Linked DNA regions of Danio rerio: all the other regions are linked to region 2. Evidence: chromatin contacts called from public Hi-C data. All regions are on one chromosome and are shown on one strand. Each heading gives the region's core, a stretch centred on a gene start, on an enhancer-like site or on the middle of the called end of the contact. The rest is flanking DNA. Distances are from core to core; before and after follow the strand shown. Region 1 holds the start of dand5 (DAN domain family, member 5). Region 2 holds the start of fbxo48 (F-box protein 48). Region 3 holds the start of meis1a (Meis homeobox 1 a).

What was found. Hi-C and Micro-C count contacts between places; a contact is called where the count stands out from the background.
Region 1: a contact with region 2 is called in a Hi-C map of hematopoietic stem cells, with 4 times the contacts expected there. The contact joins the promoter of dand5 here to the promoter of fbxo48 in region 2. A contact is called at or near these places in 2 of 18 Hi-C or Micro-C datasets (hematopoietic stem cells and an unstated tissue).
Region 3: a Hi-C map of hematopoietic stem cells shows a contact between it and region 2, with 1.9 times the contacts expected there. The contact joins the promoter of meis1a here to the promoter of fbxo48 in region 2. A contact is called at or near these places in 2 of 18 Hi-C or Micro-C datasets (hematopoietic stem cells and an unstated tissue).

Annotation. Positions count from the first base shown.
Region 1 is chr1:55,148,264-55,151,679 of GRCz12tu, reverse strand. dand5 (DAN domain family, member 5) reads right to left here and starts at 1,510. Exons shown (of 2, transcript NM_212969.2): 1 at 943-1,510. The coding sequence starts at 1,398. It overlaps si:ch211-145g9.7 (a long non-coding RNA gene), which reads right to left. Exons shown (of 5, transcript XR_012382246.1): 3 at 3,212-3,296; 4 at 3,092-3,138; 5 at 2,535-3,005.
Region 2 is chr1:54,936,653-54,939,948 of GRCz12tu, reverse strand. It overlaps fbxo48 (F-box protein 48), which reads left to right and starts at 1,764. Exons shown (of 5, transcript NM_001328025.1): 1 at 1,764-1,841; 2 at 2,092-2,227. The coding sequence starts at 2,138. It overlaps aplf (aprataxin and PNKP like factor), which reads right to left and starts at 1,578. Exons shown (of 11, transcript NM_001366252.1): 1 at 1,415-1,578; 2 at 1,138-1,233. The coding sequence starts at 1,230.
Region 3 is chr1:54,799,867-54,803,543 of GRCz12tu, reverse strand. It overlaps meis1a (Meis homeobox 1 a), which reads right to left and starts at 2,305. Exons shown (of 13, transcript NM_131897.2): 1 at 1,964-2,305; 2 at 817-1,019. The coding sequence starts at 1,975.

The DNA.
Region 1 (3,416 bases), core at 261-2,760, 210 kb before region 2:
AAAATAAAAAAGTCTATTCAACACATAAGTAATAGAAAAAAGTGATATAAAAATAATAGGCATTGCATTAAGTAATTGATATCAAGAGAAATATAATTATTTTTGTCAAAATTAAAGAAACCGGACTGTTAAAAAGGATCAGCTTAATTATTATTCTTATCATGTTTATGGCATGTTGTGGTCTCAATATAAAATGCCGTCATTATGTTTAAAAAAAAAACTCATGTTTGCTTAAGGATCTGCTTATATTAGTTTTTTGGGGGGTTTTGTGTTCGTTTAAAATAGTTTTTGTAATTTATTACATTTTATTTACTGTAATTTATGTATTTATTGTTTTTATGTATTGTAACTTATTGTTATTTATTGTAAACTCATCTGCTTAATGATCATCTGCTAACTTCATCCTTCAAAATAACTTTAGTTTTTAATGAATCAAATTTTCGATTTGATTCATTGAGATTTTTAGGTGCAGTAGTTTGATTTTAATGCAATTGCATACCATTCAGGACAGCAATTTATTGGGTTAGTATTATTTTTTTACATCGAAAAACATAACCACTACACTAAAATATCGTGTTGCGTTGGGTCATATATATACCAACCATTGAATTAAAAAGTGTCATTTAAATTAAACTGAAATAAAATAAAACCCAAAATTTGACGCGGTGTGCTCAATTGGTTAGTAGAGTTAACACATGTACAATATAATATACTAACATCGTATTACCTTTATACTTTAGGCTATATTATAATAAAGAATATTATGTATGCCTAGGGTATATAATAAGTTATAAATTAAATGTATAATGTTTATGATATTCAAATATCATATAGATCAGTATTCTAGACTTTGCAGAATTAAAATCATTTAGAAATTAAATATTTCTGACATTATTGAGTTTGACCAAAAACTCTTTTGAACAGTAATAAAGCTACTCATACCTGTGTAAAGGGAACTGCGGCACAGCTCTGTTTGTTCATGTCTTTGGGATTGATGCGCAGAGCCACTGCCTCTTTTTTTCGCTCGCTTTTGTGCACCACTTTCTTCCACATCTCGAGCCCTTGTTTCCTCCTGTCTGCACTGCTGCTCACCTGAGGCGCAGGTTTGCTATGGGTCAGGATTGCGGGGCCCGGACGTCCGAGGGCCAAGAACGCGGGAAACGCGCCTCGACTTGGTGAATTTCTGAACGGCACATGACTAACGGCGGCCCGGCGCAGAAAATGAGGGTTTAGTTTGACAATTCGGACAGATCCCCGAACAGGTTCGTCTGGTCCATTCCCGGAGGATTCAAAGTCTTTCGCCACGTGTCGGTGAAATTCCCGCTGAAATGCATTGCGCGGGAAAGCGCCAATTGTTGTGACTGACAACAGCACAAAAAAGCCGACCTGAAAAGTCATTTTAGCTAAATTATAGAATTTTACAAAAAAAAAAAGAGAGGGAATTTATTTCTCTCTAAAAATACATATAGTCGATTATTTGTTGAAAAATCTTGCGGTTCAAGGTTTCGTTCGGTCACCTTGCTGTCGTTATAGACATGGACACATTGCTGAGCATTATATACTCAACAGGTGCTTTCATGGTCATCATTGTTTTATTATGGGGTGAATATAGCTGTTTGAAACATGTTAAGACACAGGAAGAGCCAATAATGGATGTCAGTGGCAGGTGAGGTTTCGTGAGGCAGTGAGAAGTGCACCTTTCATCTCTTTTTAACCATGTCGTGGGAACGAGTTTTTGTCCTTATTTTAGCCTAATATTTTAACGCAATTCCAGACTCTTTTTTACCCTTTCAGTAGCTTACATTTTAATCGTAGCACATAGCATTTTTTATTTACACAAGAAAAAGCACCTATAGGCTAGAATGACAAAGAAACGAATTATTTCTATTCAGCAATTTCCCCTTATTTCTCAAAAAATAAAACACATATAGCTCCAATTACCAAGACAAGAATTAGACTATTTATCCAATAAACAATAACCTTAATAATAAGGTGATAAAATGATCTTAATTTCAGCATGAAAACGATTATACAAAATAATCACTACTTATGGCTGCCCAAAGGTGTCTTTCTCACGGTACTGAAGGCTTTTCTCACCTGAAGTCAGATGTTGAGCTCAGGTGTGAAGTTTTCCCTAACTTCAGGTACACTATACACGACAAAAAGCCTGAATCATATTTACGACCTTCAGGAAAACACTTTCCCAAGGGAACAAGCAAACAAAGAGCAACAAAGTGACGAGACTTTTCATTTCACTTATAAAGAGCAACGACAAAGATGTAAAAGATTAAGCTAAATTAGAGGATCGCGTTTATAATAACAGATAATTCAACAAACGCAAAGACCCAAGTATTATGTAGGCCTAAATATGCATTTAAAGCATTTTACCGGGATCATTCTGTAAGTAAAATAAATGAAAAGCGTAATTTTATTTTGCACTTCAAAAATAGTTAAACTATAATGACATATGAGTCTGCAGAACACTGAAATGTAATGAATTTTGTTCCGAAAATAATACCAGAGAACATTATGTAGTGTTTGGCAAAACTTCAGTTTTATTTACTCACATTTACTGAATTTGGGGTATGTAAAATAAGAAGATACGAGTAAACAAGTGATCCCGAGGTCTTGTTTTTGTTTAGGCTATATTTAATAAATCAAATAATTAATTACAAATACAATAAATAAAATTTAATAAATTACAAAAACTGTATATAAAAAGAACACAAAACCCAAATAAACAAATATTTTTGCATCGACGGCTTTTAATAAAAATACTACAGGATAAAACTAATATGTGCATGCAAATACATTCAGAAACCAGCAGGTGGAGCTCGTGTCTCACCAAGGCGCTATGTACAGACTCGAGATTATGAGCAAATTCATCGTTTTATATTAGTTTGGACCCTTCTGAGTGTAGCAGACTGCCTCTGTTGAGCCAGGAAGGACTGGGGCTGACTGGATCCTCTCACTTCATTCTCTGACATCTGCTTGAAGGCTGTTATCTATGAATGACACGAATATATATGTATATATATTGCTAATGTACTGATTTTACACACATACGCACATACCATACTGTGCCATGCACCTTCGTCCATGCGATGCCTGCTGACATCCAAAATTGGCCTCTGGGAACTAGAAAAAGAAATGCGCTCTTTTATTCACGTTTGGATTCCTGGATAAGTTTTTAACCATTCATGCTACTCACTCGAGTTTCCTTGAACTCATTTTGGACGGCATTGCCTACTCTTTTTTGCAGTTACTGAAAAACGCCTCGAGGTGGAGCCATTGGCCTACAATACAAACAATGCAGTCAACCCAATGGCAAAACAACAAGGTCAACAAAAAACTACTTTACCATTTATTACAGGCAAAGATATTCTACATGTGAGCCAGAACCACAAAACCCGGTC
Region 2 (3,296 bases), core at 515-3,014:
ATTTTTAAACAGTTTTTAAAATGAACTTCTTACACTAAGAACATAAATACATTTATAACACAATGCTGTTTAATGCTGAATACACAAGTCAAGCTGAACCTGCCTTTGGCTTGATTTGTTCGCCGATGACTTAGGTGTTGTCCTCTATCTTCGAGTGACAGTATTTACATTTTCAAAAATCTGATTCATGCACATTTAATTGAAACATTTAATTCCTGTTGACTTTTTTGTAGCTCAACAATTAAACAAACAAACAAAAGGTTACGTTAAATTAGAAATGTCCATCTGTGTTGAAGACATTTGATGCAACCTTCGTTCTAAATCTCTTCTCAGATGGGATGGCCAAATCAAAGTTTACCATGGGCCAACTTTGAGCAACTCTGCCCTAAAGTAACAAGTAGAAAACATTCAGCGGGCCAAAATATTTTACTTTTGCAGGTTTAATGTCTTTAAAAAGTCTTACATTTTACGGTGAAATAGCCAACAATTTAATTGTTGGGTCCTGATTACAACAATAAACATTAGCATGTTATCGATCACTTACAGTATAGCTGCTTTAAATCAAATGAAATTTAAATAGTTTGAGCAATAATGTGATTAATTAACCACCATATTCCTGCTTAAATAATGCCTGCTTAAATAGTATTAATAAATAAATATATTTATAATTGCCTTGTATGCTTAATTAGAAGAAAATTAAGAATAAAAAAGCTTTATATATATATATATATATATATATATATATATATATATATATATATATATATATATATATATATATATATATAATTATGAAGACAATCTGCATTTGTTCTTTGTTTTACTCCTAAAATACCCACTTACAAACTTGAGAGGATTTTAATAATGCACATTTAGAATAAATTTACATAAACATACATGTCTCTGTTATTTTTATGCATCAAAGAGACTTGTTTCCCCATATAATATTTACTATACAGAATGTAAAAACTTCACAGCTCTAGATCTTATATCTGCTTAGAAAGCAAACAGAACCTTGTACTTCCAAGTTGGCACCCATGTTATCAACTTAAACCTAATAACTGGCACACTGTTAAGAACACATAAAATAATTTAATACATATATGATTAAGCCATATAGGTGAAAATGTACTGCACCCCTAGAAATGGCCCTCTGCCCAGGACAGTCTCTCCATAGGGCAGATCCACAGGACTGCCACCGTCCACCTGCTCCAGCTCAAAGCCTGGCATGATCTGTGCAGAACAAAACACCTATTTTAATTAAAAATCAAAGTGAATGCTGGTTAAATAAGGACATAAAGTGCATGCAACTGTTCTAAAGCTTATCTTGATCCCGCATGCGCTGCTCTCTCCATACTTTACATGATCTATACAAACTCTGTCATTTAGTAACTAACTTCAAGATGTTACTTACTGCTGATTTAGACGGCTAAGATGAATGCGTTAGTGTGTTACAAACAGCAAGCAAACTGATCGCTGCTTCATTAGTACAGAAAACGCGAAAGAAACACTGTGATCACGCCAGAATGTAGTACAATTTGAATAATAATTATTTTTCGTACGAGAATAAGGACTTCCGGTCAGCTCAAACTATGAGCATGCGCTGTTTCAATACACACGATAGACATTTTCTAAACGTTTGCGCATAAATTAGCAAAAATGCATATAATAATACGAATATTGAACGTTTAAGTAATACATTTTCCAAACCATACTTCTGACTTAAAATAACTCATAAAGTGACGCGCATGCGTGGTGAGTACGGGGCGAGGCTTGTCTAGTGACGTTTCTGGGGTAAACAAACCAGACGTTTAAACCCTCAGCTGTCAGCGCTGCTTTCGGTATGAATTTTCACAAATTACCACAATATTTTCACAAATATCATTACCTATCGTACCTCAAATAGACATATAAACGCGAACATCTTGGGTTTGTTTTTTAAAATCTGTTCTAGTCTTTGTTTAGCTAGATTTACATTGTCGGCGGTGCATCTGCTTATAAAACTAGGCCTAGAATGTTAATTACACTCGCTGTTTAAACTTTAACACCTTAAATAGCATTAGATTTGTGATTGAACTCTTCTGTCATAAGAATAACAGGTGTTTAATAAAGGTTTGGGGTGGCCGAGCAATGCAGAATGTCTGTAGAAGGAGCAGCAGCGCCGTCTGCAGGCCAGAAGCTGACCCGGTGGTGTTGCTCCGGGCTTCAGGATCCGCTCCAGATTGAGGTAAAGTTTACATTCCCACTTTATATCCATCTAATATTTTTTTTTTACATCAAAAGTTTAACTGGGAAAACAATTCATGCAGCTTTTGTGAGAAAGATATTGAAACTGTAGAACATTTTTTTTTTTCAATGTGAAATTCTAAAAACATTTATGGAGGGAGTTTCAGTACTGGCTGCATTACAAACAAAGACAAATATACACTTTCAAAGTTGGTATATTTTTAAAGGGCAAGGACCTAGACTTTTTGGTAAATAATCTAATTATTCTAGCTAAACACTTCATTCATAGATGCAAATTTGTAAAGGTGAAACCCCACTTTAATGGATGGAGGAATGATCTGAAGATGTTTGTAAGGACTTCTCACTTCATGACGAACAGAAATGCCCGTAAACTTTCACACACCTTGGACTCGTTTATATTACTTGATTAAGACTCTCACCCCCCCCCCCCCCCCCCCAACCTCCTTTTTTTAAATGAGTTTTATTTTTTATTTGTGTGTGTGTGTGTGTGTATGTGTGTGTGTGTGTGTGTGTGTGTGTGTGTGTGTGTGTGTGTGTGTGTGTGTGTGTGTTTTGTTCCCAATCATGTACTTTTAAATCAACTCTAATACTATATGTATTGGACTGTTGAATATGCCGTCATGGTTTGTACTTTAACTTATGGTTAATAAAAAAAAAATAAAACAATAAAAAATATTCCCACAGTTGTTTATTTTTGAACAATGACAACATGTGACAGGATCCCTATCTTTTTACAGTCTATGGTGTCTATAGTAAACCCATAAAACATGTAAAACAAACAAACCGAAAAGTGCCTCAAAGCTCTCTAAACGTCTGTCAATTTATATGGATTGACCCCCCGAATGTGTTTCATTTCAATTAGTATCATTTAATTTTTTATTTATGTGTGTTGTAACAATGGAAGTTGAAAATGCCTAGTATTTGAAGGTTAAAAAAAGGGAGAGTTTCCCAGTGATGGGTTGCAGCTGGAAGGGAATCCGCTGCGTAAAACATATGCTGAATAAGTTGGTGGTTCATTCCTCTGTAGCAACCCCTGATTAATAAAGGGA
Region 3 (3,677 bases), core at 1,056-3,555, 140 kb after region 2:
ATATTTTACTAAATATATTTGCTCTCATATCTTATTTGTATTTTGTCGTACAGATAGTAAAACACCATTATGATGTGATAAATGAAATGCTAAAGGAGCTACCTTTAGTTTGTTTTCTTTAATAGGCGTACTGTAAATATTCTATTTAAGAGCAACAATTGTAGGATAACATAAAAATAGGCTATAGTAAAATATCGAAAATATAATATAATCAGCAATAAGAATAATGTAATATATTATAATAATATATTATTATTATATACACATAATGATAATAATAATAATAATTATTATTATTATTATTATTATTATTATTATTATAAAAGCAATAATATTGAAAAATATTATAAGCTGTAAAGCTCAATTATCCAAAATTGACCCTTAAGACAAGGTTTTGTGATCCAGGGTCACAGATGTCATTCTATTTTTGTAAAAATATAGCCCAAGTACAGCCAGATTTATTTTTTAACTTCAGATATTTGCTCAATGTTATTTGTATTTTGCCGTACTGATAGTAAAACACAAGTATGGTGTAATGAATGAAATGCTAAAAGAGCTCATTTTAGTTTGTTTTCTTTTTTAAACACAATGATGATGTAATAAATGGAATGTTAAAAGAGGTAACTTTAGTTTGTGTTCTTTTAATGACGTACTGTTTTTTTAAAGGCCTACGTAAAAAAATCAAGACTAACATATAAATACGCTATAATACGTAGAAAAGATAGACTATATTTAAAAAATAATATAGGCTACCTAATAAATTGTGTCCTGCAATCAAGCTTTGTGATGGCACATAATTTTAATCCCAGCACATACCCGTAAATGGCGTCTTTGTCCCGCTTGAGCGCGTCGTTAACGGGCGGCGGAACCCCGGGAGCGGTGGCCGGGTGCGGGTACGGGTGCAGCGGCGGCCCGTGACTCACATGAACCGCCTGCATCGCTCGGGCCGCGTGAGGATCCCCGTACATCGGAGACGGGATCCCGACCGCATCCATGCCGTAGTGGACCAGATCCTCGTACTGGGAGAATTCAAAGCGGGGACGTTAAAAATCACACGGAGACTTTGCTGTACGCACATCTTTGCAAATGTTGATTTAACAGCAAGAGTGTGAAGAAAAGTCTTAGTATTTGTTTATTTGGTGATAAACTGAGCGTTAAAAGCTAATCATATAGTTTAAATAGCTTGATTAAACGTGGATGTGTTTTAATGTACAGGCTATCTCTGAATTCCAAATGTGCCAATTAAGACGCACAAAGGAATATATGAAAACATAATTATTAGGCTACTTTACAAAATTTTGCTCGCATTTTTACTAAAACACATGGACGGTACAGGTTTCTATTCAATGTCAAATTTAAAATGTAATTTTGCCCTAAATTTTGAAAGTAGCTTAAATTAAAATGAAATATGTTTGGTTTTATTTCAACTCTGTTTTTATTTGTTGACCAAAATATGCTTTCATAATGCAAAATATGCATTAGTAGGTGTATAACAGCGTAATGTTTTTACTGCGGTTAAAAATAATTGCTGAAATTAATATCGATGTTTTGTAGCATTAAATCGTTCTCGCACAAGTATCCATCGACAGAAATATGAGTTATGAACAGGCTGTGAGCATCAAGTTACTCTTTTGGCTGTCAGCTAAATATGGAATTATTTTAAGATAGCCTAATATAATTGCAATAAATATAATTAAATAAAAAATAAAACTGATTTAAAAGTCACGTAAATTAAAATAAAAATCATAAAACAAAAACTAGAAGAAATAAACTGATGTTTTCACTTGTTGCTGTGGGCATTTCCAAAACAACTATAGGTGTATAAATTTGCACACACGATTCATTCGAGGAATTAAATGTCATCTGACTGTAATTATGTCCTTTGTTTTATCAACGTCTGAACAAAATTAGTCTTGACGGCCACGTTTGAGTTTTTTTCTCTCCTTTGGTTGATTTTACGCACCCGTTGCGCCATGAGGACTCCGCGTCACCGACTCGCTTTTCTCAACGCGTCCGGATCTCAGTGCACCGAGTCCGGGGAGCCGCGAACCGCATTCAAAACTCTCCCGAACACCCAACTCAAGTGCCCGTGATGAACAATAACATTGTAATCCACCCAAAATACTCCTGGTCAGCTTTCGCAACAAGCGCAAAGCTGGATATTTCAGTAAGTTACAAAATCCAATTGTCGACGCTCCGAAATGTAGCCAAAGTGCGCGTCTGGTGCCTGCTTGACTTTTCTGTTTCCAAGCGAAGATTTGTTGCCAAAGGGTGAAAAAGCAAACTCCATTCGGGTGTTTGATCGCTTGGCTGGTTTATTCTTAATGCAATAACACCTCTATGAGATGTGAGGAGCGTGGAGAGGGTGGAGGAGGAGGAGGAGGAGAAGAGAGCATTTGGGCTTCTTAAAGGAGACGTAAAGCGAAGAGGTGCGTAATGGATACATCAGCAGGATTCTGAACTTTTTAGAGACCAAATTAAAGTTGAGCTTTTTTCATTCTAGGACAAGAAGGTAATATTAAGTCAATAACATATATTAATAGCCTATGCAATAAAGTTATAAGATGCATCAAATTAAATATTTTATCAACTTATAATTAATAATAAAATAACAATGGCACAAACATTCCAAGTTTAATCCCTTTGGGTTTATTAAGAAATGATCCGAAATGTAATATGCATTTATATATTCATATAATGAAGTGTGCAGTATAATGTTTGACAGAGTAGCTAATGTGCTATTTTATTTTAGGCTATTTTTTTCATTTGACGTAAATCCCTGCATGTGTGTAAAATAAAATATTTGATAAAAATAATTATGATTTAAACACATTCTCTAGTTTTTTTTAATGTTTTGTTTATAAATTGTAAAACACATTACAAAAATATACAAAAAGGACAACATTAACATGAAATTAAGCAAACACACTGGAGTATTTTGAATTAAAAAAATAATAAAAACAAAATAAAAAGAAACAGAAGGAAAAAAAAACTTTCTCTAATTTGAGTCAGAGAAAAAAAAGTGGAAAAGTTTTCTAACCCGTCCTCTTGGCGCCCTCTTCTGGAAGTTTCATTTTGAAAGGATTTCATCAAGCTTACAGCATTTAACGAGATTGCATTGCTTAACTTTGAAGCTTAAGACTAATTGTCTTCAGTTGTCTTTATACTCTTAAAACATATATTTTTAAATAAAACCTATAACAATAACTTTCAAAGACAGTAATTTCCGATGTAGGTTAACCTACTTTGACTGTTTCTAGAAAATACATATAGTTTTAATTGTTTCTAAAAATATAAAATACATATTTCATTTTTGTTGCAGACATGTTTTTGTTCTTCATGTACTTGTACTAGTGATTCTTATTTCACCAGCAAATTAAAAAGTTATGATCGCAAGAGCCTCTTTTGTCCACTAGATGGCAGCAAATGAACACATTTGACTCTCAGCACATGGGCTGAAGTTAAATTTGGCAAAAAAAAAAAAAAAAAAAACACCCTCACCTCTCCGACACAGGGCCATCGCTGCTGGGAGAAAGATGGTGATGATTCTCAGGAGCCGTGATTGTCGTGGGACCTCCAGAAATTTCAGTGAGGAGACCCTACTTTCACACTGCCTTCACTAATTAAACAGTAGTGCCAAGTAGTGCTACACTAAAAAACATTATTCAAAGATAATT